Linked DNA regions of Sus scrofa: region 2 is linked to region 1. Evidence: chromatin contacts called from public HiChIP or PLAC-seq data. All regions are on one chromosome and are shown on one strand. The core of a region is the stretch at or near the end of the contact, and the rest is flanking DNA. Distances in the headings are between cores, read along the strand shown. Region 1 overlaps FNBP1 (formin-binding protein 1). Region 2 holds the start of FNBP1 (formin-binding protein 1).

Region 1 (7,397 bases), core at 3,528-6,027:
TGTGCATATGCAGATTCTAATATGTCTAGAAGTGTCTTTATAAGAGATGACAGCAAATAGATAAAACTGAGCATGAAAGAAAGCAAAAATAAATAAATAAATAAATAAAAGGAGTCGATATTGAGGATCAAGCTAATTACAGATGTGTTTGATTGATTCAGTCCTATTGAGACTCAGCCATGGATATGCTGTTATAAAGCCAGAACCTGCAGAAAGAAAACAGAAAAAGCAAAGCAGATTTTAGGGTTCATGATCTGGAAGAAGAACAGTGGGTTTAAAGAGCAGATCTTTCTAACTAGTGTTATTGCATTTATTTAAATAAATCAAAAAGCAGGAAACCCTATCAAAGCTGTGGGTCTGTTGTGTGAGTCATGCTTACGCAACACCCATTAATAGCTCCTGATTTAATGTGTGTCGATTACCAGGAAGGTATATTTTGTTTCGTTATGTCCTCTTTGTTTCGAAAGAACATGTGATCGAGGCATTCTATTAATTAAGACCCTGTACCCCTTGTGATTCCGTCACATGCCAAACCATGGTGCTGGGGAACCCAAGATACTTTATCTTGTCGTTTATGGGATAACATACTTTGTTATCAGGATGCCTAAACTCTGTCCTTGATTTCATGGATTTGAAATGTGACTTTGGGTTTTATAGTCCCCCCTTATATAAGTTGAAATAAGACCTTTTCTTTTAAAAACCCTGAGAATTTTCTGACTCTTTTATCCAGTCACCTGCTGGACAATCTCCCCTTAGATGCCCGATGCAGCATCACCTGTCACACCATTGTCAGCAGAGGCCCTGGAGCGCAGCAATAAAGTGAAAGGTGCCCCAGGGTTGTGTGATGCCGGCCCCTTCAATCTGGCCAAAACCAAGTTTTGGATTCCCCTGAGTTAGTTGTTCCCCTTTTCCTGCTCCTTTCTAATCTGCAATTCCTGCCATCTGTAAATAGCACTCCTTTTCTTTTTCTTTTTAACCTGGTTGTTCTGGCCAAAAAGGTGGGGTACCAAGGACTTATTCTTCCCTTGAGCCCCATCCGTTTGTATAATGTCAGGTGCTGCTGGCTCTGCTTCCTGTAAACGTTTTGACTCCAAACATTTCTCACCACTTCCTCCACATCCAGTCTCATCCTCTCTCGTCTGGAGGATGCCCAAAGCCTCTTATTTTATTACATTTTTCCTTTTTTGGCTACGCCCTCGGCATGCGGAATTTCCTGGGCCAGGGATCAAACCCGCACCATAGCAGCAACAAGAGGCGCTGCAGTGACAACGCTGGAGCCTTAACATGCTGTGCCACAAGGGAACTCAGAAACCTTTTATTTTTTATTACGTATTTAGTCTTTTTAAGGCCATACCCGCAGCCTATGGAAGTTCCCTGGCTAGGGGTGGAATAGGAGCTGCAGCTGCCGGCTTACAGCACAGCCGCAGCAACTGGGGATCCGAGCCATGTCTGCAACCTATAGGGCAGCGCCAGATCCTTAACCCACGGAGCAAGGCCAGGGCTTGAACCCACATCCTCATGGATACTAGTTGGGTTCGTTACCGCTGAGCCACAATGGGAACTCCCATAAGCCTTATATTTTTAATCCATCTCTGCTTCCAGGCTTGCCCCAGAGTCCCCAGGGTCAGTGGTCTAGCTCCCCATCTCCATCTCCACCACTAGCTCACCTTTCGCAGGTGCAGCAGCCTCCTCCCTGGCCCTCCTGCCACCCCCGCCCCTATTCAGTACATTCCCCATACACCAGCACAGCCTTGTCATAACGCAGAACCGACTGTGTCACCCCTCTTCTTAAATTTGTCAGTAGTTTTCCATTGTGCTCAGGTGACTTGGTCGAGCCCTTGCCTTCTCCTGCTTTATCCTTCATCTCAGTCTAATTGCATTGAATCTGGCTGTTCCTTGGACATGCCAAGCCTTGCCCACTTCAGAGCATCTTCATTAGCTGTTCCGCTGCTTGGAAGCGTGTTTCTGAGAAATTTGCAAGTTCACTCCCACACTTGACTCAAGTCTCTGCTCAGGCATCATCGCAGACCACCCTACCTAAATGCCACCTGCATCCCTCTCGAGTCCCCTAACCTTTTTCTCGTGCTGCTGTGTCTGATGAGTTTCACAAGGAAAAGGGGCTTTGTTTTACTCACAAGGAAAGCAACACTCGGCATGTGTGGGAATGCAGTGAATGACTTGGTTAGCTTCTACGACCTTTCAGCTCAGGAATGGATTCCTGTCCCTAAAGTTTCACCCAGCCACCTGGCACTCTATCTAAAGCCCTTATTAAGGGTGATTTTCCTGCTTTGGGCTTGAAAGAACAGTTTCATACCCTTAGAAGAAATCAAGTGAGGAATATGAGTCATTGGCTGCTTAATATTGATCATTTTATTTCATCTTGAGTTACTTGGGACTCTTCAGAGGAAATAGAATTTTAAGGAATGTGAAAGAAAGGATTATTTTTGAAGAACTGGCGTCTAGGTAAAGAGGGGGGACATGGAGGAGTCTGGAGAGTAAAAGCCAGCGAGGACAAGAGGAACGGTGGGGAAAGGGAGAAGCAGAAGGCCTTGGGGTGAAGAGAACTTTGGCGGGGTGGGGTGGGGTGGGGGAGCGGAGTGCTGCTGGACCTGAGGGGAGGGGCTGCCTCGTGCCACTGACAGTCACCGTTGGTCAGTGTTTGGGGAAGAGTTAAGCAACTGAGCGTGACACTGGGAGGCAGGCATTTTAGGAGCTTTAAAATACGTTCCTGGAGAAGAAATGTGTATTAGAAGTGAATCTGGGGGAAACGGGCCTTACTGAATGCAACTCCTGCCGTGAGCGTTTCTGGGTTTCTGGTTTGGGACTTTGGGGGGGCGGGGTGACAAAACGCTCTCTGGAGCAGGTCGGAAGATGCTTCACAGTTTTCTTACGAGGTCCACCTAAATAGCCACACACACAGATTTCTCATTACGTTACTGAGTCCTGAGTCAGGCTTAGACGCTGCTAGTGTTCAAACCCACCACACTGAAGGCTTTGAGGAAGTTCTCCCATTCATCACAGACATATTTTCTGGAAGCTCCTTTTGCCTTGGCCTTTTCAAGGTTTTGTGTGCCTTTGTTTTCATCTGTGGCATCTGAGTTTCATTTAAATAAAGATCCAGATGGCTGACTGTCCTTCATTGAGTGTTTATTCTTTTTTCCTCACCCCCACCTGTTTTTTTTTTTTTTCCCTTGAAGTGGCTGTTCTCACATCAGTGCCATATTTTGCTTTTTTTTAATATAGGTTTTAAAAATTAATGATCTATTATATATAAATATAGTAAAATGAGCAGCCATCATACCTGATCGTAGAGTGTGACTACGAGACAGTCACCGTTGGTCTCTTCAGCCTTAGTGTGATTTCTTGCGGTGCAGTCAGGTCTTCTTGGAAGCTTTGTCATTGTCATTTTGCTTTAAGTTAATGTTTGCCTATTTTAGGTTCCCTCTGATTTTTATATCTGCTACCTCAGGTCCCCCCGGGGAATTTTCTAAAAACTTTTTGAAAGATGATTTTTTTTTTTTAGTATAGATTTTACCTGTATAGTTTTAAGGCTCAACCAAAAAGTTGAAATGAAAGTAAGTTTAGCTGTCATCCCAGATACCATCGGGCATTTTAAAAGGTCTATTATTATGTTTGAAAAGAAACGAAAGCGTCTTATTACAGGAGAAAGCAAGGAGCATTCTTCTGGGTCTCTAGAGATGGCATTTCCTGTCTCTCCTCTGATAGGAGAAAAAGAGCTGCGATGACTTCATTCCGTGGCTCCAAAAGAAGTGCTTATTATCTTTCTCGAGAGAACAATTCTTCTTTATTTGAAGCCCGGAGACACACTTTTTAGAGCCACACTTGCCCACTGTCCAGCCAAGAAATGTTTTGCCTTTGTTTGTTAATAAACCACAAACACATCTGGCAAAAGCTAGTTTGTTTAACTTTGTAACTGTTAAAATAGTTTTTCCCATTAAAGGAGGGGAGATGGAGCCGGCCACAGAGGCTCACCACTGCTTTTTAGGTCATGGGATGCTTAAGACCGAAAGGACGGCTTTTGTTTCCTCTGTTCCTTTCCTGAGGGGATCAGGCAGCACAAGTTTGCTTTTGTGTGTGTGTTGTAGGCAAATTGCTTTTGGAGGAACTTGTACTAGGAAAGAAAAACTAAAAGGGAAAGCAGTGACATCTAGATTTTTTTTTTCTTAAGCCACACGATATGTTATAATCACAATGATTCACTCACGGCGGGGGTCCCATCGAATTGTGGTGTCGTCCAGGGCTGTTGTAACAGGGGTCCGTCCTGGAAACACGCTGAGACCAATAAGGTCAAGGGCCACACCATGCCTGAAAAATAAGTTCAGGAGTTCCCACCCACTGTGGTTCAGTGGGCGACAGACCCGACCTACTCTCCAAGAGGACGCGGATTCGATCCCAGGCCGTGTCCAGTGGGTTAAGAATCCGGCGTTGCACCGGCTGTGGCATAGGTCGCAGATGCAACTCCAGTTGGACCCCTAGCGTGGGGAACTTCCACAGGCCGTGGGTGTGGCGGTACAAAGAAAATAAACATTCATATTTATTATTAAACATTGACGTGAAGATGGGGCAGGAAAATTTCCTCTGTAGATTTTCAATCAAAATTACCCCCTTGCTTCCAAAACATGACCTTTGGGGGGAGACTATTGTCTTTAGAGAAGAGTCCTTTGATCGTAAAGCTGAGCCCACCTTTCCTCTGCCGCATGTCTGTCATTTTTGCGTTTTCTTGATGTGTGTTTCCTCTCCGGTAGAACGCCTCTGGCTGAGAGCGAGCTTTCATTTTGTGAAAACATATGTTTCAGAGTTGCTGTCGAGACGAGGCTCAAGCTTAGGAGCTTGGCTTTGAACTGGGACCATCTTGGACTCTCAAAGTGAGATTTTAGGGATGGGGTGATCTTTCCAGCAAACTCCAGAACACACTGGGCCGCTTGTGATGTGGGGCCCGATCTCCGGACGGTGTGGGCCATGGCCGAGGGTGCCTCGCTGCCGGGCACAGCCGAGCCTGCATCTCCCTCCTAGGCCTCCTGCTCCTCTGCCCCCCCCCCCCCCGCCCTCCCTCCATCCTCCTTTACGTGAGGTCTGTGGCTGTCAGAAAACCTGCCTGCAGGCTGTACTTCACTCTGCTCTCAGCTCGTCTCACTTCTCCCGAAGCCCAGCCCTTTCTTGCTTGTCTGTTCTCCCCTCGACTCCATCTCTTTGCTGTCATATCCCGGTGTCTATTAGGAGACTTGAAAAAAGAAGCCCCACGGGGCTCCTCTTGGTTCATAGAAACCAAAAAAATTTCTGGATGGATAAACTGTGCTGTCAAGAGGCGCTTAAAACAGTGAAATGTGACCTCAGCAGGGAGACGAGAAAACCTTCCCTCAGAAAGGAGCATTGTTCTTTATTTAAAAGAAAAGTTCTGATTTTGCCCCCTCCTGCCTGGCCTCGGCTACCTTTTGCGACTCGGCTAAGCCCTAGGTTCTGACGAGGCTGCACGGAGGGGACCGCTTCGTTTCTGTCACTTTGATCTTGCCTTCTCCACAGCACCCCCACCAACCCTGCTCACCCCGGCCAGAAAACAGACAGCACATTCAAGCCTAGTAACTGAGGAAAGGCCATTTTTTTAGAAGGAGCATTTACCACCCGTGGAGTGGGTTCAGGACAAGCAGTAAGAGGTGGCGCCGTGTCCCAGCCCAGTCACGGTGGGGAGTGGCTGTGGTCCCGGGTGTCCAAGGCAGGGGAGCCTTATACGAACTTCAGAGATTAGCTGTGAGGATGCTGTCTGAGCAGCGCTGTGGCCTTGGGGCAAAGGACCCCGCCAGCCTCCAGCATCCTAGCCGGGGAGCTGCAGGTGCACGTTCCCGCCCTCTGACAGGTCAGAACCTCTCCACGGCGGCTCTAACAGGGCAAGGGCCTCCGTTCACATGGTCCGTACAGGTCAGAACAGCCTCTGACCTCTCAAGATCGCACAGCCCACATCTGATTGGATTCACCTGTGAATCCTGGTCAACGGGCACCTGAGCTTTAGTCACCACCTGCACTGCTACCCCTTGGTCCAAGCCTCCATCATCTCCAAAGTTGAAAAAGAGAAACTCCTACCTGGAACCTTCCTTCACGTCACCTCTCTACTTGGGGTCCTCCATGCCTCCCCAGTTCATTCAGACAAAAACCCCACAAGACCCTACACAGGCTGCCCCTTTCTTCTCTGACCCCTTCTCCTAGTATTCTTGAGGCTCACTTTGGTCTGGCCCACTGGTGTCCTTACTGGCCAATACTAAGCACATACCTGCCTCAGGGCCTTTGCACATGGCAAGGAGGTAAATTTATCTTTAAGATCTAAGTAATGGACTCATCCATCCACACAAAACATTTATCCAAATGCTGGCAGTGTTATTCAAAATAGCCTCCAAACTGGGAACAATCAAATGTCCATCAACTGGTGACTAGATAAACAAAATGTGGTCTGTTCATCCAAAGGAATATCATGCAGCAATAAAAAGGAGAAAAGAACTGATATATGTGATCATGTGGACGAACCTTGGAAACAGTATGCTAAGAACATAATGAAAGAATGTCATTTTTGCCTGTCACAAAAGACCTCATATTGGAGTTCCCTTCATGGCTCAGTGAGTGACAAACCCGACTAGGATCCTTGAGGATGCGGGTTCAATCCCTTGCCTCACTCAGTGGGTTAAGGATCCGTTGTTGCCATGAGCTGTGGTGTAGGTTGCAGACTTGACTCGGATCTGGCATTGCTGTGGCTGTGGCTGTGGCCGGTGGCTACAGCTCTGATTTGACTCCTAGCCTGGGAATTTCAATATGCCAAGGGTGGGGCCCTAAACAGCAAAAAAAAAAAAAAAAAAAGTTCTAAAATTGATGGTGGTGATGGCTGGCTATTGTGACTCTAGTAGAAACCCCTGAATTGTACAATTTATTATCTTTTTTGAGTTTTACTGTTTTTGGTCTTCTGTCGTTTTTTTTTTTTTTTTAGGGCCACACCCACGGCATATGGAGGTTCCCAGGCCAGGGGTCTAATCGGAGCTGTAGCCGCCAGCCTGCACCACAGCCACAGCAACGCGGGATCCTCCACCCACCGAGCGAGACCAGGGATCGAACCCAAAACGTCATGGTTCCTAGTCGGACTCATTTCCGCTGTGCCATGATGGGAACTCCTGAACTGTACAATTTAAATGGATGAATCGTATGGAATGTGAATTACATCTCAAAGCAATTAAAAATAAGGACTGACGTGATTGCTCTCTTCCAACATTCCTGTTATTTCTACAAGTGGTGTCTTAAAATTCAATATTATTACAGCTAAAGTTTGAAAGGGAACTGGGAGTCATCCTATTTTCATTTCCCATTTGTTTTTTAACTCTTTAGACTTCTTTGGAGTGCAC
Region 2 (7,397 bases), core at 1,684-4,183, 80 kb before region 1:
TAACAGAGTTGTTTACTCTAACTACATGGCAACTACTCAAGGTCTCTATTTGTCTAGATACCTTATTTCAGTGCTAATAACATCCATGGGTTCAGATTATTCAGTGGAGATGTGTATAGCGGCCTGCCAAGATCATAACTTGGTAGATCAGTGTTCTCTGGATGCCACTGAAAGGTAAAAGGGCTGTCTGGAACCCAGTCAGAACCCCTAGATAATTCCAGCATTTACACTGTCAAGATTTACAACATCTCTTGTGAAAACTGACTCCTAAGTAGGTCAGTCCTTTGTTCATAGAATTTTTTATCTTAAAAATCACTCCCTCTTAGGAGTTCCCATTGTGGCGCAGCAGAAATGAATCTGACTAGTCTCCATGAGGATGCAGTTTCCATCCCTGGCCTCGCTCAGTGGGTTAAGGATCCGGCATTGCCATGAGCTGTGGTGTGGAATGCAGATATGGCTCGGATCTGTGGCTGTGGTGTAGGCCACCACCTGTAGCTCTGATTTGATGCCTAGCCTGGGAACTTCCACATGCCATGGGTGTGGCCCTAAGAAGCAAAAAAATAAAAATAAAAATAAATAATAAAATAAAAAAATGACTCCCTTTTACTGTAAAGGAAACTTAGTGGATTTAGTTCTTCCTAAAAAAATTCTGTGCTGTATTTGTTTTATCTTTTTTCTGCTGGCTTATTTCTCTTCATCCTGAATCCTATTGATTTCCATTGTTTTAAGATCAGTGGTGTTTTTTTTTTTTTCTTCATTTCTTGGAGATTCTGACACTTTCAAACCTTTTTTAGTTGCTGCCAAACTTAATGAAGTTAAAGATATTTGCAGCATGGTCTCATTAACCCAGTTCCATGTAGTTCTGCTGCTGTGGCTTTTAATGGGTTCCTATGACTACTTCCTGCTTACTCATCTTAAAAAGTTTCCTTTTAATGTGGTCTCTCTCTCTCTTTTTTTCTGCTGTCCCCCTCCCCTTCTTTTTCTTCTTTGAGCAGGCGCAGGTTGTTTTTCCTCCTGATTAGCATCTTTTCACAAGTGGTCACTGTTTTTGAGAAGTCTTCTAGAAGGCAGTCAAGACTCGATCACTGTATTTGAAAAAAAGAGTCCAAACCTGGGCAGGAAGGGAAATTGAGCATTTCAGCATTTCCAAAGAGCTAACTAAACTGCAATATTGTTTGTTTGTTTTTAAATTTTGATTGAAGTATAGTTGATTCATAAGGTTGTGTGGGTATATTGTTTGAATTTCTAACCCCTCCATCTCACCCTGGCTATTAGTTTACCTGGGAGGTAAGTGGTTGGTGTTTTTATTTTAGGGCTGCACCTGTGGCATATGGAGGTTCTCAGGCTAGGCGTCCAATCGTAGCTGTAGCCGCTGGCCTACACCACAGCCACAGCGACGCCAGATCTGAGCCTCGTCTGTGACCTACACCACAGCTCACGGCAATGTCAGATCCTCAACCCACTGAGCGAGGCCATGGATCGAACTTGCATCCTCATGGATGCTGGTCAGATTCATGTCCACTGAACCACGACGGGAACTCTGGTTGATGATTCTGATGGTTACATATATCTAACAGGCTTGGAGTAGATTTCCCAGACCTGGTAACTGTAAGAACAAAATATGTAAACACACACACTAAAAATGAGGGGTGGAGGGAACTTGTAACTGAAAAAAGACAGACCAAAACAGTTCTGACAGTTTAAATTGATTGTAATTCTGTCCAACAAAGGAAGCCGACTTGGTTTATCTGCAAGAGGAGGAAAACCACCCTTGCTCCACTCTCTCCTGGAGTATGACAAGCTAGCCGAGTCTGAGGGTGGTGGGATTGAAGAGAAGCATCCCCGTGAAATATTTCTAAAATGGGGCCCAGTTTAGAGTCGACGGTTATTCAGAAAAGTTGGTAGCATTGGCTGTGGGAGAAAGAAAACTGGGGAGAAAGGGCCTACGGATTCAGAGGAAGGAGTTGGAACCCAGTTCTCCATAGCTTGTGGGGAATGTAATAATGTGTGGACCCTCGGGATACGGAGAAAGGGAGTCAGTACCTCCCTAGAAATTAGCTCTCAGCTTACCAACCACGGGCCAGGTATCAGGTGCTCTTTCCTTGATCCTTGTCACCACACAGTGACATGGCTCTGTCATTCCGTCCATCTGAGCTTTCAGGAGAGGTGGAGGCATTGCCCGAGGCCATCCAGCCAGTAAGTGCCGGAGGCTGGATTGGAACCAAACACATTATCTGTGGACCCAGCGCCTTTCCTTTTACCCACTAAGTGGCAACGTGATTTCACGTCTGAGTCTGAGAGTTTCTTGGCAGAACAAGTTGGAAATCACTGGTTTCGGAGATTAGAAATCACCGGTTCCGCGCCCCTGGATCCCTTCCCTGGCCACTCGAAGCGGCTGGGTCGCTCTTTGCCTCGACATCCCTCTCTGTGCAGCACAGACATCGCCCCACTCCCAGGCCCCACTCCCACCGCGCAAGGCTGCAGGGCTCCTCGGGCCTCCACGGTTCCCAGGCGGGGGCAAAGACCATCCCGAGCGAACTCTGGTCGGTGTAAATGGCTGCCAGGGAAAAGTATTGTCCTTAAATCCAAAGCGGCCCTCGACGCAGGGGAGCAACCTCAGGCCTCGGCAGAGCACCCTTAATAACAGGGGCCGGCTACGTTCAAAGGCGGGTGGTTGTCCTAGGAGCAAGAGGGTGGCTGCTAATAAGCAATAATAATGAACAAAACCCGGCGGGGGGAGCCCCGGGGTCCCAGGTCCCGGCAGCCCTCCCACCTCCCTCCGAGGCCTTCCGGACCCCCGGGCTACGCGGGCGGGGCGGAGGGCGCCCGGAGGGAGGCTGGGCCGGGGGCGGGGGCGGGGCGCGCGCGTGCGCGAGCTGTCAGGCCGGCCCCGCCCCCGGCGCGCAGCCCCGCCCCGGCCGCCCCTCCCTCCCCTCCCCCTCCCCCTCCCCTCGCTCTCCCGGTGTAGGGCGGGCGGGCGCTGCGGCGACCGCGGCTGCTGCTTCCTCGGGCCATTTTGCTGAGGAGAGACGGGGAGGAGGAGCCGCCGAGGAGACCCGAGCCGAGGAGCGGCGAGCCGGAGGAGGCGGCGGCGGCGCGGGCACGGGCTTTCCTCGATCGCGGGGATCTCCAGGGGCGAAGGGATCGCCGGGGAGCGGGACCGGAGAGCCGCGCCTGCCGCGCGGCGCGCCCCTTCCCGCCCCCTGCACCATGAGCTGGGGCACCGAGCTCTGGGTGAGTGAGGGGCTGGGCCCGCCGGGCGGCGAGGGAAGGTGCCTGGCGCGCCTGGGCTGGGGGCGCGGGCCCGGCTGCCCGGGTGGGGGCGACCGCGCGCTGGTCGGGGTCCCCGCGGCCTGGGGGGAAGCGCGGGACCGGGTGCCTCTCGTCGGCCTTGGCTCGAGCAAGGGGTGCGAGCCAGATTCGCCCTTCGGAGGTGCGGGGCGCTGGTGTGGGTCCCCTGCTGCTCGAGCGCGGGGCGCGCATCTGGGTGCCCCTGCGGCCTGAGCGGGGGCGCCGGCAGGACTCCGTCTCTCTGGCGCCCCGAGGCCAGGGGTGTGTATCGGGAAGAGCCTTAATCCCCCGGAGCGAGTAACCGACGCGCCGCGGACCGACCTCGATGGGGGGCGTGGAGGCCCGGGGATTTTCAGGACTGCGCTGGGCACTGGGCGCCCAGCGCCGAAATCCGAGGGCTGCTTTCTCTCCGTGGAGGTGCTGGCGGGTCGGGCGCTCCCCCGGGGGGGCGGGGCGGCCCTGGCGGGTCTGGGTGCGAGGTCTTGGGTTTGGGGGCGCAGGGACGAGCGACTGGTGTCTCCCCTTTGGTGGCGAGGACTTTTGACCTGTGATGGTTTGGGGTGCACTTGTGGTTCTTTGAGGGGCCGCTCAGATCCTGGATTTGATGTGGGGACTGCGGCGTTTGGCCTGGAGAGGGGAGAGTAGTCGGAGTTAGAGGGAGATCTTGTGTTATCACCTTTCGGAAGGGGCATTCACGGGGTAAATTTTCCATTTTTTAGCTGCTGGGAGGAGAGCGTCCAAAATGGGGTAGGCTGGCGCGGAGGAGCGCCCCGCGGGGTTCCTTAACCTGGGCTGCGGGTGGATAAACAAGTAGATGCACTCCCCGCACCAGGGCGAGCAGAGGATGCCAAGGCCATCATCCTTGGGGAAGAGAGGCTGTGGCTTGTGGAATGGAGCTGATTTCCCTGCCTTCCTCTGGATTCCTGAGGAAATCACTGGGCAAGGAATGGGGCAGAGCAGTGTCCAGAGGGAGGAGTAGATGAAATCTCAGTTATTGCCCCGAAATGTTCTCAAGATGAGACATTTCCCATGATGAACTGGAAAGTGCCTCCCCGCGGAATTCCATTTGTAAAGGGTGTGGAGGAGAAAGTGCGGGGTGGTGGTGGTTGCTCTTTGAGCTGAGGCCAAGAAATTTCACATCAAAATAAAACAAGGTTACAGCAGCTTTAGAAACAGAGCGCATCCTCCCTTAATTTTTTTTTTTTTGCTGTAATTGTTTTTTACATAACCATTTCTTAGGCTCCGAAGCAGCTGCTGTTATCAATACCAAAATCCTGAAGGCAATAACTCCCTTACATTAAGATAATTTTATAAACATCCTTTATCTAAGGGGACTCAAATTTTCGACACATCGTCCTTTTTAAAATAAAGTAACAGATGGTTTTAAGTATTTACATACAGCTGATTAGGCAGACTCTACCGTTTTAAGTGTTGAATGTCTTTCCTCTTTTTTTATATGATTTTTATTTTTTCCCTTATAGCTGGTTTCCAGCGTTCTGTCAATGTTCTACTATACAGCAAAGTGACCCAGTCACACATACATGTATACATTCTTTTTCTCACATTTCTTTCCTCTTCTATTTCTTGTCTGATCTTTCTACCTTCTCTGGGATGGGGGACTAAATCTGAAGTAATTTGCTATTCAAGAGAACAGAATTTTGGGCACAATTTTTTTTTCCCCTCATGTTCAAATAAGAGCAAGGGATTCTGGGGGGAAAATACAGCATATTTCTAAGTGACATAGGCTGTGGTTAAAGGGACTGAACTGGGCATTCACGGTGATGGTGATGAATCTTATAGAAGGTGATCCAGAAGCGGGGGCGGTTCGGTAGCTGTGAGAAGAAAAACAGGAGTGAAATAGCTACAATCACCTGTGCTATTCTGTACACTTCTTTTGGGGGTGGGGGGAAGAGGGTGGGAAGGAAGGCAAAGATGAGGAGTTGTTGAAAATAAATGGGAACGGGAATATATATGAGTGAGAGGAAATTTTGGATTTGCTTGAAAAGAATTTGGGGTAGGTAGTGGATGGAAATATGAAATGAAAGTGGCGAGGGTTGGTCACTGGGGAAGCTGGGTGATGGGTCGTGGAGGCCCTGCAATTCTCTGCCTGTTTCATGTCTATGCTTGGCATTTTCTACAGTGGAAATAATTGGAAAAGATTTTTAAGGTGGAAGATGTGCAAACTGCTTGGCACATTTTTTTCACATGGTAGGGCTTAAGTGGACAAACGCATCCTCATTGTCTATATGCAAATATTTATCAGCGAAGAGTTAAAAAAGAAAGAAAAAGACATTCCACCAAAGCATCGGCCTTTGCCCTTGAGTGGCTTAGAGGTTAACAGAGGGAAAAGAATGAACATGTAATTGGCACTAAGTGCACAGTCTGAGTTTTAATACCAAGAAGTGTAAGGCCTCAAAATGTCTACGTTCAGTGGCCTTGTTTTATTACTCTTTCAGCTTAAAAAATGAAATAATGAGGGGTTCTGAAAAATAAACCTCCAGTTCTCTGGTGGTGAGAGACTGAATGTGGTGTGGTGTGTTGGGCAGTGTTGGGGCAGCCTGGCAGGGCACTGATTGAGGGTTCGCCTTGAATGGTGGCTGTGGGATCATGCACATGTGTAATGAGATAATGATGGGGCGCTCAAGCCGAGAACTTGGCAGAACGATGCTTCTAGATGGAGAGAGATGGAACTGTGGTTTGGTTGGTCATGTGTTATTCCTAACAGGTGGTTGCAGCTTTCATAGACCTTCACAAATGCTACCAGGTTTTACACACATCCTAGGTCGTGCACCAGCGTCCGTGAAGGCTTTTCAAAACTGCAAGTTTCTAACGCACACTTTACATTAAAGGCCTGTTCTTAGCCACATCCTGCTTTGTAGATGGAGTAAAACCTTTCTCTTCTCTTTTTTTTTTTTTTTTTTTGACCTCTCCATAGGCGTGAACTTTGATACTGTAGGACATTTTTTTTAGAAATCATGAAATGTCAGGAAGTTACCATGCAATCATAAAAATGGACTCAACCCATAATTTGTGATCACTCGATTGATTAGATGGTATTTAAATTGGGGCTTTCTATTTTCTATCAGAAGGTCATAACAAAATAGTTTGCTGCACCTGCGGCACGTGGAAGTTCCCGGCCAGGGATCAAAGCCATGCCGCAGCTGTATCCTGAGCTGTTGCAGGAGCAATGCTAGATCCTTAACCCACTTCACCACAAGGGACCTCCTAAATGGCTATTTTAAAGTGATTAGGACATAATAAAATCATTTCTCTACAGCTCTTCATAATACTGCATTTTAATCCATTTTGAAATTTTTTATTGCACAGCTACTGTGTGCGAGACACTGATATGCATCTGTTGTAAGTCACTTTCTATACATTCTACCTATTTCAGTGAATGCATCAAGCAGATTTTAACTCTAGCCTGCAACATTACCGTCAAAAGGGAGATGTGTTTCCAAGACGAAATGAGGTGCATTGACTCAAGACTTGGACATAGAGTAAATAGTTTGCACTGACTCTTTGGAATTGTGACTGGTCATTGGAGAAATAGCAAAGCAAGAATTTCTTATGTTTGAATTCCTGTGTCCTCTCTGCCATCTTTCTTTCTGTTGGTGCTAATAAGAAATGGAGTAGCCCCCAAAAACAAAAGCAAGAAAGCAAACAGAGAGAGCCAAAGCATACATATTGGTTAACATAGCCACCTTTATTGACCGTGCTGGGTTTTATTAAAACCTGGCTTTTAGAAGTTCTGTTGTGGTATAGCGGAAACAAATCCGACTAGCATCAATGAGGATGTGGGTTCGATCCCTGGCCTCGCTCAGGGGATCTTGCATTGCTGTGGCTGTGGTGTAGGCCATTACCAATAGCTCTCATTAGACCCCTAGCCTGGGAACCTCCATATGCCGAGGGTGTGGCCCTAAAACGCAAAAAAAACCCAAAAAAAACCCCCCAAAACACCTAGCTTTTAATGTGCATCCCACAATTTGCTGAACATAGTGATATTGACTCTGATGCTCACTTTTAGGAGGCAGCAGTGAAAGAGTTGTCTACCAACTGTGCCAGGAACAATGCCTGACTCACAGGAGTAGTTCAAGAAATATTTA

Evidence for each region. HiChIP or PLAC-seq counts read pairs in DNA pulled down with a chosen protein or histone mark.
Region 2: an H3K27ac HiChIP or PLAC-seq map of alveolar macrophages shows a contact between it and region 1. The contact joins the promoter of FNBP1 here to the enhancer-like site in region 1. A contact is called at or near these places in 1 of 5 promoter capture datasets (fetal skeletal muscle), 4 of 47 Hi-C or Micro-C datasets (blood, epiblast stem cells and omental adipose tissue) and 1 of 2 datasets of contacts at active chromatin or transcription factors (alveolar macrophages).

The regions. Positions count from the first base shown.
Region 1 is chr1:270,097,326-270,104,722 of Sscrofa11.1, reverse strand. All of the region lies in intron 4 of FNBP1 (formin-binding protein 1), which reads left to right. Among named protein-coding and RNA genes, the nearest start is that of FNBP1, 79 kb to the left of the region's middle. Within about 2 kb of position 4,777, at least 28 of the 83 cell types and tissues checked have an H3K27ac peak or open chromatin away from gene starts, as enhancers often do.
Region 2 is chr1:270,175,748-270,183,144 of Sscrofa11.1, reverse strand. It overlaps FNBP1 (formin-binding protein 1), which reads left to right and starts at 2,933. Exons shown (of 18, transcript XM_021070148.1): 1 at 2,933-3,234. The coding sequence starts at 3,211. It overlaps LOC110256408 (a long non-coding RNA gene), which reads right to left and starts at 2,840. Exons shown (of 2, transcript XR_002337858.1): 1 at 2,071-2,840; 2 at 694-1,111.